Regions from separate parts of the Mus musculus genome. Here all the other regions are linked to region 4. A link is a contact called in public HiChIP or PLAC-seq and capture Hi-C data. All regions are on one chromosome and are shown on one strand. Each heading gives the region's core, a stretch centred on a gene start, on an enhancer-like site or on the middle of the called end of the contact. The rest is flanking DNA. Distances are from core to core; before and after follow the strand shown. Region 1 overlaps Camk1d (calcium/calmodulin-dependent protein kinase ID). Region 2 overlaps Camk1d (calcium/calmodulin-dependent protein kinase ID). Region 3 holds the start of Sec61a2 (Sec61, alpha subunit 2 (S. cerevisiae)). Region 4 has its middle 16 kb from the start of Optn. Region 5 overlaps Cdc123 (cell division cycle 123).

Region 1 (2,758 bases), core at 160-2,659, 560 kb before region 4:
AATCTAGATTCTGCATAGAAGAACAGGCACTATTCTGTCTCCCCCCTCTCCCTTCCTCTTGCCTGTTTGGCTCTTTCGCCTCTCCTTGTATCTCTTCTTCCATTTTCATATCCTCCTTCTGGTTAGAATCTGGAATGCTTCATGAGTGTGCAGGGCCATGCTGGTCTCTGTCGTTCCAATTTTAGTATCTGTGCTGCTGAAGCAAGCGCACAGCTGGTTTAAGGACACAGAGAAACGGAGGCAGCAGAGCCGTGCCTGCTGCCTTCTCAGACTTCTGGGACTTGAGTTGTTTTCTTGTGTACTTACTGCCCATGGCTCTAATCCAATATGATGAGTATGACTGCCTAAGGGTAGCATAAGGAAAGGGCCTTTGAATTGTACTTTATGACAGATAAATCCTGGGGCTCCTGCATGTTTTGAGATTTGTGACCAAGTTGGCAGACTGTGCAGGCACACAGCAACTCCGGTGTATTGGTGGTGACAGCCCATCCTCTTTTGTCCAGATGGGAGCTGCTGAGTTAACGATGGTGTATCTCAGGTTCAGATAACAGTAGCTTTTCTCCCCAGCATTATCCAGACCATGAATGCCTTTGCCTGGCTAATTTGGATGATTTTGGATTTGGTTTCTGTGGTGCCAAAAATCAAAGAAAATATCTTGAATGCTAGGTATCTGCGGTGAGCGCAGTCTGCTGCTGCTGTCCAGGTAGCTTTGGTTTTTGTTCAGCATGCCTGGCATCTTCTGTTACAGTGACCTGTCCTGTCTTGTTTGGCATTACCCAGATGGTTGGGATGTATCTTTCAGGGAGGGGCAAATGTACCCTCCTCACGTCTTCATCCTCCAGTGTCTTCGTGCAGCTGTAGCCTAAGCTCCTGTGGGGACTTTTCAGTGTACTGACCGTTATCTAATCCAATGGGCACTTGAGTGATGGTGTCTGTAGGCAATTCTACATTTCCATTTCTACCTGTCCCTTCCTGAGCTATAGCCCTTCTGCACACTTCCCTGGACATTTCTAGGTAACCATGCCGATGTTATCTCAAAGAGATCTCTTCATCCTTGGCTTCTCCATCCCAGTGTGATTGTCTCCTAAGTCCCCCATCTCTGAACAGCCTCACCGTCTCCTCCAGCTGCTGGAGTCTGAAAGCTAGTAAATATTCTGGCTCCCACCTGTTCTGTTTTTTTTAAATGGAATTAATTATTTTGGTTTTAATAGTGTGTGTATGTGTGTGGGGTGGTGGTGTGGTGTGTGGGGTGGTGTGTGTGGTGAATGTGTGTGTGTGTGTGTGGAAGGCAGAGGTTGGTGTTGCGTGTCTTTGTTACCCCTCACCTCCTTAGTCCTTGGGGTGGGGTCTCTTACTGGGTAAGAAGCTCATCAGACCACCTAGGTGGACTTGACAATGAGCTTCCGGGTTGTCCGTCTCTGACCCGCCCAGCACTGGAGTCACATGCATGCTACCACACTGCCTTTTTAAGTGGTTGCTTGGGATCCAAGCTGGGGTCCTTATGCTCCCAGGACAGTCACTTCCCCAGCCCCTGCCCCTCCGTCTTTGACTTCCTTCCATCCAGGAAGCTTGCTTTCTTACCCAACACTAGGTAAGGCTTCCTTCCCCCTTGTCTCCCAGCTCTCTACTCAGCTCTGTGTGCCTTTTAATCACGGTTAATTCCTTACTTGTTTTTCTACCCAACTAGATTCTAATCTGAAGACAAACACAATGCCTTGGTCGCTGGGTTCTGAGGGTAATTTAGTGCTTTTGGAATCTTAGATGCTTGATAAAGATTTATTGGACAAACGGGAATGGATAAAGAGACATCGTGGTGTATATACACAGTGGGACTATAAAATTCCCATCCTGCTATTAAATAATTGGAGCTTGCTGTGCTTATTCCAGCAAGCAGCCCACTGCCAGGTACACGTCACCTTTTAAACATTAGCCAGCTCTAGCTGGTTCTAGTATTATTTTACTATTTTCTCTGCACACTGTTCACAATTAGCTATTATTATTTGAGCACTGCAATGAATTCTCCTTAATAAAACATCTTCAAAGCATGGAATAGTTAGGTCTGACATGGAATCGAGCCTGGCTCCAAGAAAGTACCTCCCCTTGCTTAGGGCTTCCTTGTTGAGGGTGCTGTGATCTCACTGTGGAGGTTTGCTGAGGACAGCTCAGTTTCTGGTGTTACAGGAGGCTCAGGAGGAAACTGAACTGGTGGTGCTAGGTCAGGTGAAGTGACTGATGGAGGAGTAGGTTACAGAGCCAGAGATAAGTGCTGTAGATGAATCAGAAATGTGTCTCATCTGTTCATATTTTGCATGTTGATTTCCTAGATAGTGTCACTGCTTTGTGTGTGTGGGTGTGTGTTATAGAACCTTTAGGAGGTGGGGCCTAGTTGTCAGAAGTAGATCTCTAGGGTTTGACCTTTGAACTTTATAGTCTGTCCCAGGTTCCTGACATCCCCTGCTTCCTGCCTGATCTGCAGTGATGGGAAGAGCCCCTACTATATGGCCAGGAGGCTATAGCCCGAATCCTTCCATCATGCCTCCCTACTGTGCTGGGTGCCTAAACTAACGTGCCCACCAGTTGTTGTGTGGGTGTTTTGTTACAGCAATGCAAAATAGACTAATACAATAGAGCTAAAGGAGCTGGCCAGAGTTACCCAGCTGCCCAAAGACTAGGACCACCTCCAGGCCCATAGCGTCAGGGAGGAACCTGGGAAGCTCTCTAGCTGAGGCAGAATGGTTTTCCAGAGGGAGTAGGGTAG
Region 2 (2,700 bases), core at 142-2,641, 590 kb before region 4:
CGCTAGGGTCTTTTCTATCCCCGCTCCAGCTGCGGGAGGATAAGGCCCAGTTTCTAGTGAGCATTTATAGAGGTAAGCAAACGAGCAAGGGGGACTCCAGCCTGGCACACATCTGAGTGGGGGCTGTTACAGAATTTTGTTTTCCTTTAAAATAATTGGCTGGTGCGAGGAGCCGAGCCATAAACGTAACTGCTGCTTTCCTCCTGATTGGTGGTTGCTAGGGAGCGACTTGGAGGTGCAGGCTTGTTGGTTCAGCCTTAGCTCAGGTTCTCCAAGTTGGACTCTGAACCCAAGATGGAGTTGGTTTGGTCTCTGAGCTGCGCCTCTGGTAAGTGCTGTTGAGGGTTTAACCTTCTTCCATTCTCAATGATAACACGTCCAGGTACTGACCCCTGACTCCCCCCGCCACAACTTCCAGAAGGGTCTTCAAATTAACCTCCTTATTGCATGTTGTGGGTAGAACGTTTTCCTTTTAGGTCTGTGGAGACCATATTTGATCTCTTTTCCAGTTTCATCTTATTTATGCTTCCTGTCTGGGACTTAGCAGAACTTGCCCTTGAAACGGCTTAAACAAGCACTTAGAATCTGGTTTGAGGTAGGATCAACAGCAGTTGATTGTCCTTTTCCTGGCTAGCTGGTTGGGCTTTCTGTCCAAACAGCTGCAGCGCCCTAGGGCAGGTCACATGACCCCTGCTGTCCTGACCACGGGCAGGTCCCAGCCTGGGGTACCTGAGCCTTCACATGCTGTTCCTGACATTTCGGTTTCGACTTTAGCACTGTCCTTTAGAGTTGTGTTTCGGACCCAGGAAGGAGGTCCCCCCCCCCCCCCATCTCCATGTTTGGCCTGCAGCTGTGTTTGTATGATTTCGCAATTTTTCCTTCATCTCAACTGGGCTGCGCGATTGGACCCGTGTCATCTGCAGCCATCGGTAATCTTCACTTAAATTAATCTTTCAAAGAAGCCGATTAAGTTGATTGCGCTCCACAAGCCGAGGTTTGGTGTCCGTACCTTTCAGCTGTTTACAGAAGTGATTAGAATGAGAACTTTGTATATGAGTTTTGGTAACCAGTTAAACTTATTTTTGGATCTTGTCTTAATGGTTTATTTCCATCATGTGCCTGTTTTTAACACAAAAACTGAAAATGAGGAGGGGCGGGATTTAATCTTACTGTGTGCATCTGTGCCTCTCAGGCATCCTAGGATAGCCACGGCCTTGACTCAGCTTGGGTGTCCTAAGAGATCCGTGACGAATCACCAACATTGTTTCTTCTAGCTCTAAGTTCTCTTTGCAGTTAAAACCATTATTTCTAATTTAACATAAGCAAAGACCTTGTGGCCACTGCCTGGGCTGCCTAGTGTAGAATTTAGCCCAATGCATTGCAAACATTTGCCTGCCAATCAATCTGAGTCTGCGCAATGTAGTCTTTCAGAACAGGGAGCGTGCTCCACAGGGAGCCCTTCCTGAGTGAGCAGATTCACTTTTAAGTCCATGGAAAAGTTGACACAGGAAGTTGAGTGTTGTTTAGAGGCAAAGTCAAAGAAAGGTGTTGGCTAACAGCTCTGTTTTGTGTGGCCTAAACTCTGCCTAGGAGTTTTTTTTTTTTTTAAGATTTATTTATTTATGATATGTAAGTACACTGTAGCTGTCTTCGGACACCCCAGAAGAGGACATCGGATCTCATTACAGATGGTTCTGAGCCACCATGTGGTTGCTGGGATTTGAACTCAGGACCTTCGGAAGAACAGTCAGTGCTCTTAACCGCTGAGCCATCTCTCCAGCCCCATGCCTAGAAGTTTTTTAAGACCAATGTATGAAAAGCTTAATTCTAAAGAGGAAATTTAGATGTCTCCCTTCTCTAGGAATATCTTAAGGCCGGAAACGTGCTGGAACCAAGGGTGGCCTTTCTTCTCATCTTCTGTCTCTCAGTCGTTCCTAACTAATTCCACGAAGCCACCAGCCCTCACAGCTTCTCTGTGGACAGATGAATATTTTTTATCATAACTTAAGCATGGTAAATAAAGGATATCACTTTCTTATTGTAAATATCAATGTCTTCAAATGGAACAGTATCATGATTATTTTAACTGTAACCAGTTAAATGGAATGTAAATGCCATAGACATTTGATACCTGTCATTATCATTAAAAAGTACTAGAATCAGCTTAAAATAATAAGTTCTTCCCCTCCCCCTTTCAGCTAATATTCTATTCCTAAGGAATTTTATCCTGGAATACCATATGTATTCCTGCAAAAGTATGTACATAATGTTTAAATTAGATTTCTGTATCAGTAAGGGTCTAAATATAAATATTTAAAAATCTATGTATATAGTTACTTCAGTACTAAGCTAATGATTGTTATCACACACTTGTGTACAAGTAGATGCTTTGTATGTACCGTAACAGTAGAATGCAGAAGTTGTTTCTGGTAAAGCGGTGGAGCCTTTCCACTCACCCTCCCCTAGTCCTGTCCATAATGATGAATATTCATCACTCTGAGGGTAAAGAAACTGTGTCTAAGTAAATACAGAAGTGGAGCTGGAGTGATGCTATGGCAGGCCCTTCCTTGACAGGGTCTCACTATGTAGCCCAGGCTGGTCTAGACTCTGTAGCCCAGGCTGGCCTCAAACTTGCAGTCTTCCTGCCACAGGCTTCGAGGTGCTAGGATTATAGTGAGGAGTTATCACCCTCAGCTCATT
Region 3 (2,700 bases), core at 80-2,579, 820 kb before region 4:
CATCCTTCAGTCCTTCTTTCTTTTGCCGAGCCTTATGAATCTTGTCACTTCATTACTACTTATATAAATCTGTAAAGTTTCAAAGGCAAGTTTAATAAGAATAATAGTGTATATTTAAGTTTAAAAAAACCATAATGTACCTTTATTCTCTTATCTTTTGGTTTCTTAAATTAAAAGATATTAAAACTCTAAGATGGAATTTAATATATTTAAAAATGTTTTTGTCTTGCTCTTTCTAAATTTCTTCCTATGCTGCCTCTCACAAGTTTATTATTTCTTGTTACAGTTTTCCCTGACAGAGCTATGAAAATGTCTTCTGCCTTTCTACCTTTATATCAGCCACATTCTGAATTGTGTTGCAGAAAGGGACATTTGAATTATTTCATATGAAACACTACTGTATTTTCTTTCCTCTTAAAAATGTTAGTTTTTCTTATCTGCTGTCCATAATTATGCATGTTTAATGTTCAGTGAGAACTAGAGCTTCAGTTATGTAATTAGTAAGTTGAAATATTAAAAATAATGAATTTTGCTTAAAATGACACATTATTCTTTTTTTTTAATTAGGTATTTTCCTTGTTTACATTTTCAATGCTATCCCAAAGGTCCCCCATACCCACCCCCCATATATCACATTATTCTTAGCAAAATAAAAATTACCACCTTGAAAGAACCATTTTACTCAAATTTCTTATGTTTTCCATATATTTCCTATTTGGGAAAAATAGTCTGAAATTAACTTCTCTAATTTACCTATATTACCTTGGAAGTTTTACTGGGTTTTTTTTGGGGGGGCGGGTTCGAGACAGGGTTTCTCTGTGTATCCCTGGCTGTCCTGGAACTCACTCTGTAGACCAGGCTGGCCTCGAACTCAGAAATCCACCTGCCTCTGCCTCCCGAGTGCTGGGATTAAAGGCGTGCGCCACCACCGCCCGGCCTAAAAAGGTTTCTTTCTGAAAAAGAGAGACAGATAAAAGAGTTTATACCTCTTGATGCCTTGATGTCTATTTTGAAGATGGGGAAGTACTGGAAAGTACTATTGTCTGCAGTGTATTACCAGTTTTCACAAATGTCTAAGAAGTTACAGTTAAGATGGGGCGGAAAGAAAAGTCTGGCTCAGGTAGCTCAGCTCTAGGCCTTGGGGTACCTGGACCAGGAAACCTTATCTAGAAAACAGCTTTGAAAAGGAAAACCCTTGTCCTGGAGTAGAGCAACTAAGAACCGCCCACCACGGCAGGCCGCCCCGCCTCTTGCCATCCAGTCCCGCCCCCGCCGCCGCGCCAACGGTGACCATAGCAACGCGGTGGACGTCCGCCAACGGCCAGGCTAGGTCTGGGAGGAGCCTAGAGCGCATGTCACATGACTCTGTGGGCGGAGCTTGTGCGGGGACGGCCAGAGCGTGTCCCCAGCCTCCGCCGCCTAGGCCAGAGTCGTGAGGAACGGAGCGGAGGCAGCTGCGAGGCCGCGGGTGCCCGCCGGGTGTGCTGAGCCGCCGCCATGGGCAGTGAGTGTGGTGGCTGGAGCGCGAACCTCGAAGGCCGCGGGTCCTTTCGGGCTGTGGGCAGTGGAGTCGCTTACTCCTTGGGGTGGTCTTGGGTGCGGGGGATGCGCAGGCCTCGTTGGGGTCGCCACGGGCAGAGCGAGCTGGGGACCCGCCAAGGCGCCTCGGGTCAGCGAGGCCTTGCCCGGCGGGTCACGGGAACTCAGAAGTCCCGGTTTGCTCCCCTTAGGAGGCGAGGAGCGAGGATGGCGCGGGGAGGCCATTGGCTGGGGGCGGGGGGTAGTTAGCACACTCCACGGCTTGGACCACTTGGGCTTTTTCTGAATCTCAGGAAACTCATTAATTTTTAAATTATTATTCTTGAATCACGCTTCCTTGGTGTGTTGCGACGAATAAGTCTCCCTTTTTTTAAAAAAATATTTTTTATTAGGTATTTTCCTCATTTACATTTCCAATGCTATCCCAAAAAGTCCCCCATAACCTCCCCCACCAAGTCTCCCTTTTTTAAAAATGTGATTCGTAGCATGCGTTTTAGGGGAGGAAAGGCGTGTGATCAGTAGCTCAGCATTTTCCTAGATTAATTCTTCCCAGTCATTCTGTAGTGTTCATTGAAAACTGTAAGTTGGTGCGCAAGGTATGGACGAGGCCTCGCATTATAAGATCCTTCCAGGGCCCTGCCCAATCACTCACCCTCATGTATTTTCACACAGATACTTTACCTAGCAGTTCACATGTTTGTGTATAAAGGGATAACGTTGCGATGCACTCCATTGGCTAACAGTAGACATTTGGGGAAAATTGGAAAGGAAATAAGAGACCCTTGGCCTTGAATTGTGAATAAAAATGGAATTGTGCAACACGGGGAGAGGCAGTACATGGCGGCACGCAACAGCGTTTTTTGATCCTGAACGCCAGTACAGTAATTCATAAACTAGCAATAAATCTCGGAGAGTAGCCTGGGCTGAGATGGGGAAGGGAGGCGATTCTAGACAGTTTCCCAGTGTTGTGACCCATAGTTGTTGTTTTTTTAATTGCAGGTAAATGTTTTCAGAATTTAGATTTACTTTTTTTTTTTTTTTTTTTTTTTTAAAGATTTATTTATTTATTATATGTAAGTACACTGTAGCTGTCTTCAGACACTCCAGAAGAGGGAGTCAGATCTCGTTACGGATGGTTGTGAGCCACCATGTGGTTGCTGG
Region 4 (2,722 bases), core at 176-2,675:
ATGTCCCTCCCAAGTATGGTGGGTAGGAGGGAGTTGACTTCAGATTGTTCATTGGAGCTGGCTATTGTTTGGTTTTATGTCCGTGTAGACAGACATGTTACCGCCATGTGTGGTTTGTCTTTGTGATTGTAAACTGTACTCATTCGATTCTTCTTAACTCTCAGAGTATAGATTGTCTGATGCTCTGAGTAAGGTTGGCTAAGGCCTGAGGCTTTAGTCCTTCTCGGTTTTTAGGCTCCATCCTCCCAATTTCCACTGCCTCAACAATTGTACCTTTGCCCTTTAAAAATATGTCAAACCTTCCATTCCTCATCTATTTTATTTTTTAATTTTTCCCAAAAGTAAACATATACGTGTACACAGTCACACATGGATATACACATCCACATGTGCACACTCACACTCATATTCCTCACAATCATACACAGGCACTCCACATACACCATGAGTATGCTTGTATGTGACCATAGGCACCTACTTGCAAATACTCAACACATACAGACACATTACAAAAACGCACACACTTGGACTTCTACCCATATATTCACACACAGGCACGTATGTACATATGCATACATGATACATACACTTCTATACAAGTGTAGACTCAAAATATATGAATACACACGTGTATGCTCAGTCATTGGAGTTTCATATGCCAGTCTATATTGGGGTGCTGTTTTACTGAAGTACTTCCTGACCTCTGTTCCCATAATTCTGTGAGACCCCGACTTAGAGCGTTTCTCCCTGAAAGGTAAAGCCCCTGGACATTCCCCAAGCTTGTTTTCCCTGATCTCTTAAAATACAGCCAGAAAGAAGCTCTTTGTTCTCTATAGCCAACAAAAAGTCTTTTTGTTTCTGTGCCTTACAGCCAGAGACTCGATGATTGTGGGGAGACCTAGCCAGGCGCTTGCTTGGCTCCCTGTGCCAAGGACATGGAGATAGATTCCCCAGAGAAGAGCTACAGCTCACTCCTCACTCTTCATGCCTTGTTATTTTACCAAGGACACCCGCCAGAGAAGAGCTGTAGCCAAACTCCTCCCAACTCCTCAGCTAGCTGTTAAAAGCCCCCTACTGTTACCGCTCGAGATCGAACTCCCCTCAGCTAGCTGACAATAAAGCGTCTTGCAGTTTGCATCAGGTGTTATCGGGGTGCCGACCAGCTCAACCCGGGACTTGAGCGGAGGTCTCCCCAGTTTCGGGGGTCTTACAATTCCACAATCCCAGCAAAGGAGGCCATTTCCTTGTCTGTTTTTTTTTTATCTTGATACATATGTACTATTAAAATGGGACAAATTAAAAGGTCTTAGTCTGACAAAGAGCACTTTCCTTAAAAATGCTGACCTTTCTTTCATAGGCTCAATTTGGATTTTCCCTGAGAGGGACTGCCAGTTGACTGCAGACAGTCATTTGGCACCATCTGCTGGACATAGACAGTCTGAGCAAATGAGAGCTGAAGAGATCAGAGCTGAAGAGCCCAGAATCCACGTTGAGTGAGTGCCTGGATCTAATAGTTCTGCTGTGTGTGGCTTTATTGCAAATATGCAACTTCCTGTGCATATCTCTGAGTTACCTTACGTTATCCTCTCTGAATTTCACAAAGCACCTTTGCTTTATAGCCTCAGCCAAGTCAGCTCACAATGAAGAGCAGAAACCACATCTTGCCACTGTTGCATCCCTAGGGTCCAGGATACAGTAGGAGCTGTGAAACATGTTTCTCTTGCTCTGTGGCTTTTGAATGGCACAATGACTAATATGGGCCATAAGAGATGATGAACCATGGACAGCATAAAGCTAGGGGTGAACATGAACTCCTGATCCTCTGCCTCTACCTCCCCACACCGGGATGATGTTGGAGAAACATCAGCTGCTCCGTATGCCTTTTCAAATTTTAAATTTTTCTTCAAATTAAAAAAATAATAATAACTGTTTAGACCAAGGTCTTGCCATGTAACCCAGGTTGACCTCAAACTTGATCCTCCTGCCTCAGCCTCTCAAGCCCTCAGTAACCTTTAAAAACTGATAAGTTTTCCCCCATGTGATAGTTAACTGTGTGCATTAACTTGGCCAGACTAAAATGCCCTGCATTTGGCCAAATACCACTGGAGATACTTCTGTGGAGACACATTCTTTATGTGATTGGTGTTCTGCATAAAGCGTGTGATTCTCCATATTGTGTGTGGGTCCTTTCATTTGAAAGCTTTGAGAGTAAAGACTGCAGTTTCTCAAGGTAGAAGAAATTTTTCTTCAACCAGATTGCCACAGAGAAACCCTGCCTCAGTTTCTCACTTGAGGGATTTGGAGTCCAGACATCAATTGTAATTCTTACCTGAAATTCCAGCCTGATGACCTCATATAAACCTTAGACATTCCTGCTTCATTCTCCCTCTCCCTCTCCCTCTCCGTCCCATTTTGCTGGAGAAACCTAACACAGGTCCTATACATTATATTAGTAAAGTATCAAGTGTTTTTTCAGTTCACTAAGAAGCTAACTGTGAATCAGGATTGCCCCTAACTAACTTCAGACCCAAGCATATCTGTCTTAGAGCATCCTCCAAGATCTTAGTCCAGGAATGGGCTATTCCTATCCCCAGCTTTGTGAGAAATGGACAGGAGAACAACAAAGCATCCCACAAATAGAAATATCACATCCTTGAGAACAATCAAGTAAATTGTTACAGGAAAAACACAACATCTCTGAGCACATTTAGGAGGTAAATCG
Region 5 (2,715 bases), core at 90-2,589, 720 kb before region 4:
AATTTAATGTTTGAGTGCATGTCTGCATCATGTCCTGTTTAGTTCTGGATTCCTTACATAAGTGAACTAATCCAGGCAAAGGGCAAGTACTACATGATTTCATTCATATGGGAAACCAAAGGAGTTCCTACTCAAATGTTTGTCATCCCTTTATGGTAAGAACATTCAAAATTCTCCCGTTTCTGGCCTGAGTTTACTGAACTGACAGCACATCCTCATTGTCTGGCAGGCACCCCAGCCTCCAGGATAGGTATAAGTGTCACTAGAGACGTTGGAGGTGACAGTATCCTATCCCAGTAGTTAAATGTTGGAGGCCCCAATGGTCTCCCCTCTGTGCAGTAGCATACAGAACTTCTTATTCTTCTTTATTAACTATTGATCATCTTCTGCCACGTCGCTCCCCACACCAGCCTCTGGTAGCCGTCTTTCTACCCTTGACCCGTGGAAGATCCCTGGTTGAGTTCACATATGAATGAGATCCTGTGGTATTTGCCCTTTTTCCTGGATTAGTTCACTTACATTACGCCTCCCAGTTCATCCGCATTGCCCCAGAGTACTAGGCAGCTATGTTTCTTATTGCTCAACAGTTCTGTTGTGTGTTTGGACCACATTTTCTTTATCTATTTGTCTGCACTTCCAGGTTGTTGTGGGTAGTGTGGAAATTGAGATTGGGGGACAACTGTTCTTTCAGGTATTCACGTCTTTGGATGTATGCCCAAGAACTGGGATGCTGGGTCATATGGTGTGTCTGTTTTTAATCTCTTTATTTATTTACATTGATCGTGTGAGAACATGGACTTGAGTGTGCTTCTGTCTTTCCACCATGTGGGTTCCTGGGATCAAGCCCAGGACCTCAGGTTTGTCAGCAAGTGCCTTCAAAGGCCGAGCCTCCCTAGGAGCCTCTTTAACTTTGTAGGGCACTTGCATGCTCTTCCTCAGCTAGACTAGCTTACCTTCCTCCCCACAGTCCGTGAGGACTCCTGGTCCCCAGATCCTTGCCAGTGCTTGTCGCCTTGGTACTTCTGGCTGGTGAGAGGCAGGTTCTCTGAAGACACATGTGAACACAGCACACATGCACACAATCACAAACACATCTGAAAGGACAGGGGAGCAGAGGTCGAGACAAGGAAGGATGCTTGGGAAAGTTCCAGCTGGACGGAAAGAAACCTCCGAGGCCTGGGAAGCAGGGTGAGTTCATAGACAGACATCTGATCCCGCAGGCAGGAGTCGCTTCTCTGCTTCCTGGTAAAGACGTTGGCAGCCTGCTGTGTGTGTCTGTGCTGTGCTAGCTGCTGTACTGCCCACAGGAAGCATCAAACAAGATAGCCTTGAACGTTGGAGGAAGTTATCTTGATGTGGAAGTGGCAGACTTGTGTTCGCGAGGTGTGGCCTGTGGCAGGCAGCATCTAGGCAGTTAGAACAGGGTAAAACCAGCCTTTTGTCTAGAACACGCTCCCTTCCCGGAAGGCTTTTATTATCATTTAGTTCTGTATCTCAGTCTGTATATGCTGTGGGGTAAGTGTTATCTGCCTGCAGTGTATAGATACTAAACTAGTTATTTCATATCGGCAGTTGAAAATGTTGGAACCTGCCAAGCTGCCTCCTGTCCCTGGCAAATGTCCTGATCACTAACTCAGTGGGGCTGACAGGTAGACGCAGCTGTTTAGCCTGTAAAAGAGTTGAGGAATTAAAGTGAAGTTGGACGAGTATATAAGTAATGGTAGCTGAGATCCTGCAGATCTGAAAAAGAGTTCATTTTTAAAAGCGAGAAGCATGCCAGTCTAAACATCCTGACAGTTTCCGTTCCGAGATTTAGACCATATTGTAAAACCCATTTGCATTTACTCAATGGTACGTGTATCAGAGTTTGTTAGACACTTTCTTGAATATATTATTTTGTGGCTATTCTTGTAGAAAGCTCACTCGTGTCTGTAAGTAGTTTGGCTCGTGACATATAACTGAAGTGTTTGTACCTAGTGACACTTTGGCGTGTCTATGTTTATTGTTGTTGGGCAACTTGATTCAGGGCTGTAGAGTCTTAACTGTTCTATGCACATCAGGTCAGTAGCCCACCCATTCTGTGAGTCTAGGATGGACACTGGGTAAGGTTTCAGAAGCCCCCTCAGGGATGATGATGTACGGCTAGAATTTAAAATCCTTATTTACATTGTGTGTGTGTATATAAGAGAGAGACACACAGAGGCAGAAGGTGGGGGGGTTTCACTGCATAGCTCTAGCTAGCTCAGAACTCACTATGTAGAGCAAGTTGGCCTGGAACTCACAAAGATCCATCTGCCTCTTATTTTAGAGTCTTAGAAAATCAATGTTGTTCCTTTCTAGTCTTTTCCCTGTGACTTGTGTTGCTGATAACTTGTTTTATTGCTTTCTGGACAGAATGTTGTTTAATTTTGAGTCTTGCTATTGTAAGTTTGGCTTTGTAACTTGATCATGCCAAACAAAGGAAGTCCAGCGTGTGCTGTGTTCTGCAGACTCATGGATCTAGACCAGGCTTGTTGCTGAAATATGTAGCTTTGGAAGCAAACGCGCATCCTTTTCAGATCAAACACATTTTCGGGGAAGGGATAGAATTACAGATGAGCAATACTGGCAGGGGTTCTTTGTGCTATTTCTTTATTTTTTATATGGAGACTTTATCACATGGGGAAAAAATCTTTCCCAATTTTTTTTCCTTTGGCCACTTGATTTTTTAGTTAT

Evidence for each region. HiChIP or PLAC-seq counts read pairs in DNA pulled down with a chosen protein or histone mark. Capture Hi-C pulls out chosen DNA fragments and counts their contacts.
Region 1: a capture Hi-C map of embryonic stem cells shows a contact between it and region 4, with 4 times the contacts expected there. The contact joins two enhancer-like sites. A contact is called at or near these places in 3 of 484 Hi-C or Micro-C datasets (the AML12 cell line, the G1E-ER4 cell line and nephron progenitors), 2 of 115 datasets of contacts at active chromatin or transcription factors (astrocytes and embryonic stem cells) and 1 of 9 other capture datasets (embryonic stem cells).
Region 2: a contact with region 4 is called in a capture Hi-C map of embryonic stem cells, with 3 times the contacts expected there. The contact joins two enhancer-like sites. A contact is called at or near these places in 1 of 484 Hi-C or Micro-C datasets (liver), 4 of 115 datasets of contacts at active chromatin or transcription factors (embryonic midbrain and embryonic stem cells) and 1 of 9 other capture datasets (embryonic stem cells).
Region 3: an H3K27ac HiChIP or PLAC-seq map of embryonic stem cells shows a contact between it and region 4, with 13 times the contacts expected there. The contact joins the promoter of Sec61a2 here to the enhancer-like site in region 4. A contact is called at or near these places in 1 of 39 promoter capture datasets (hippocampal neurons), 3 of 15 datasets of contacts at CTCF or cohesin (embryonic stem cells, pro-B cells and stem cell-derived epiblast-like cells), 27 of 484 Hi-C or Micro-C datasets (B cells, the Ba/F3 cell line, the G1E-ER4 cell line and 11 more), 8 of 115 datasets of contacts at active chromatin or transcription factors (SST interneurons, astrocytes, embryonic stem cells and 1 more) and 2 of 9 other capture datasets (embryonic stem cells and macrophages).
Region 5: an H3K27ac HiChIP or PLAC-seq map of embryonic stem cells shows a contact between it and region 4, with 9 times the contacts expected there. The contact joins two enhancer-like sites. A contact is called at or near these places in 4 of 15 datasets of contacts at CTCF or cohesin (embryonic stem cells, large pre-B cells, pro-B cells and 1 more), 79 of 484 Hi-C or Micro-C datasets (the 3T3-L1 cell line, the 4T1 cell line, the 63-12 cell line and 49 more), 18 of 115 datasets of contacts at active chromatin or transcription factors (acute myeloid leukemia, astrocytes, craniofacial prominence and 9 more) and 2 of 9 other capture datasets (embryonic stem cells and pancreatic islet).

Annotation. Positions count from the first base shown.
Region 1 is chr2:5,639,327-5,642,084 of GRCm38.p6, reverse strand. The region is part of intron 1 of Camk1d (calcium/calmodulin-dependent protein kinase ID); the gene reads left to right. Among named protein-coding and RNA genes, the nearest start is that of Camk1d, 74 kb to the left of the region's middle. Within about 2 kb of position 1,409, at least 21 of the 459 cell types and tissues checked have an H3K27ac peak or open chromatin away from gene starts, as enhancers often do. A contact at or near this core is called in embryonic stem cells, where this site is marked.
Region 2 is chr2:5,667,867-5,670,566 of GRCm38.p6, reverse strand. The region is part of intron 1 of Camk1d (calcium/calmodulin-dependent protein kinase ID); the gene reads left to right. Among named protein-coding and RNA genes, the nearest start is that of Camk1d, 46 kb to the left of the region's middle. Within about 2 kb of position 1,391, at least 17 of the 459 cell types and tissues checked have an H3K27ac peak or open chromatin away from gene starts, as enhancers often do. A contact at or near this core is called in embryonic stem cells, where this site is marked.
Region 3 is chr2:5,894,061-5,896,760 of GRCm38.p6, reverse strand. Sec61a2 (Sec61, alpha subunit 2 (S. cerevisiae)) reads left to right here and starts at 1,329. Exons shown (of 12, transcript NM_021305.4): 1 at 1,329-1,504. The coding sequence starts at 1,498. It overlaps Gm13267 (predicted gene 13267), which reads right to left and starts at 1,297. Exons shown (of 3, transcript NR_166420.1): 1 at 987-1,297. It also overlaps a transcript of Dhtkd1 not described here.
Region 4 is chr2:5,078,939-5,081,660 of GRCm38.p6, reverse strand. No RefSeq gene overlaps it. Among named protein-coding and RNA genes, the nearest start is that of Optn, 16 kb to the right of the region's middle. Within about 2 kb of position 1,425, at least 36 of the 459 cell types and tissues checked have an H3K27ac peak or open chromatin away from gene starts, as enhancers often do. A contact at or near this core is called in the G1E-ER4 cell line, cerebral cortex, embryonic stem cells and 4 more, where this site is marked.
Region 5 is chr2:5,800,100-5,802,814 of GRCm38.p6, reverse strand. All of the region lies in intron 10 of Cdc123 (cell division cycle 123), which reads left to right. Among named protein-coding and RNA genes, the nearest start is that of Gm29984, 24 kb to the left of the region's middle. Within about 2 kb of position 1,339, at least 104 of the 459 cell types and tissues checked have an H3K27ac peak or open chromatin away from gene starts, as enhancers often do. A contact at or near this core is called in the G1E-ER4 cell line, cerebral cortex and embryonic stem cells, where this site is marked.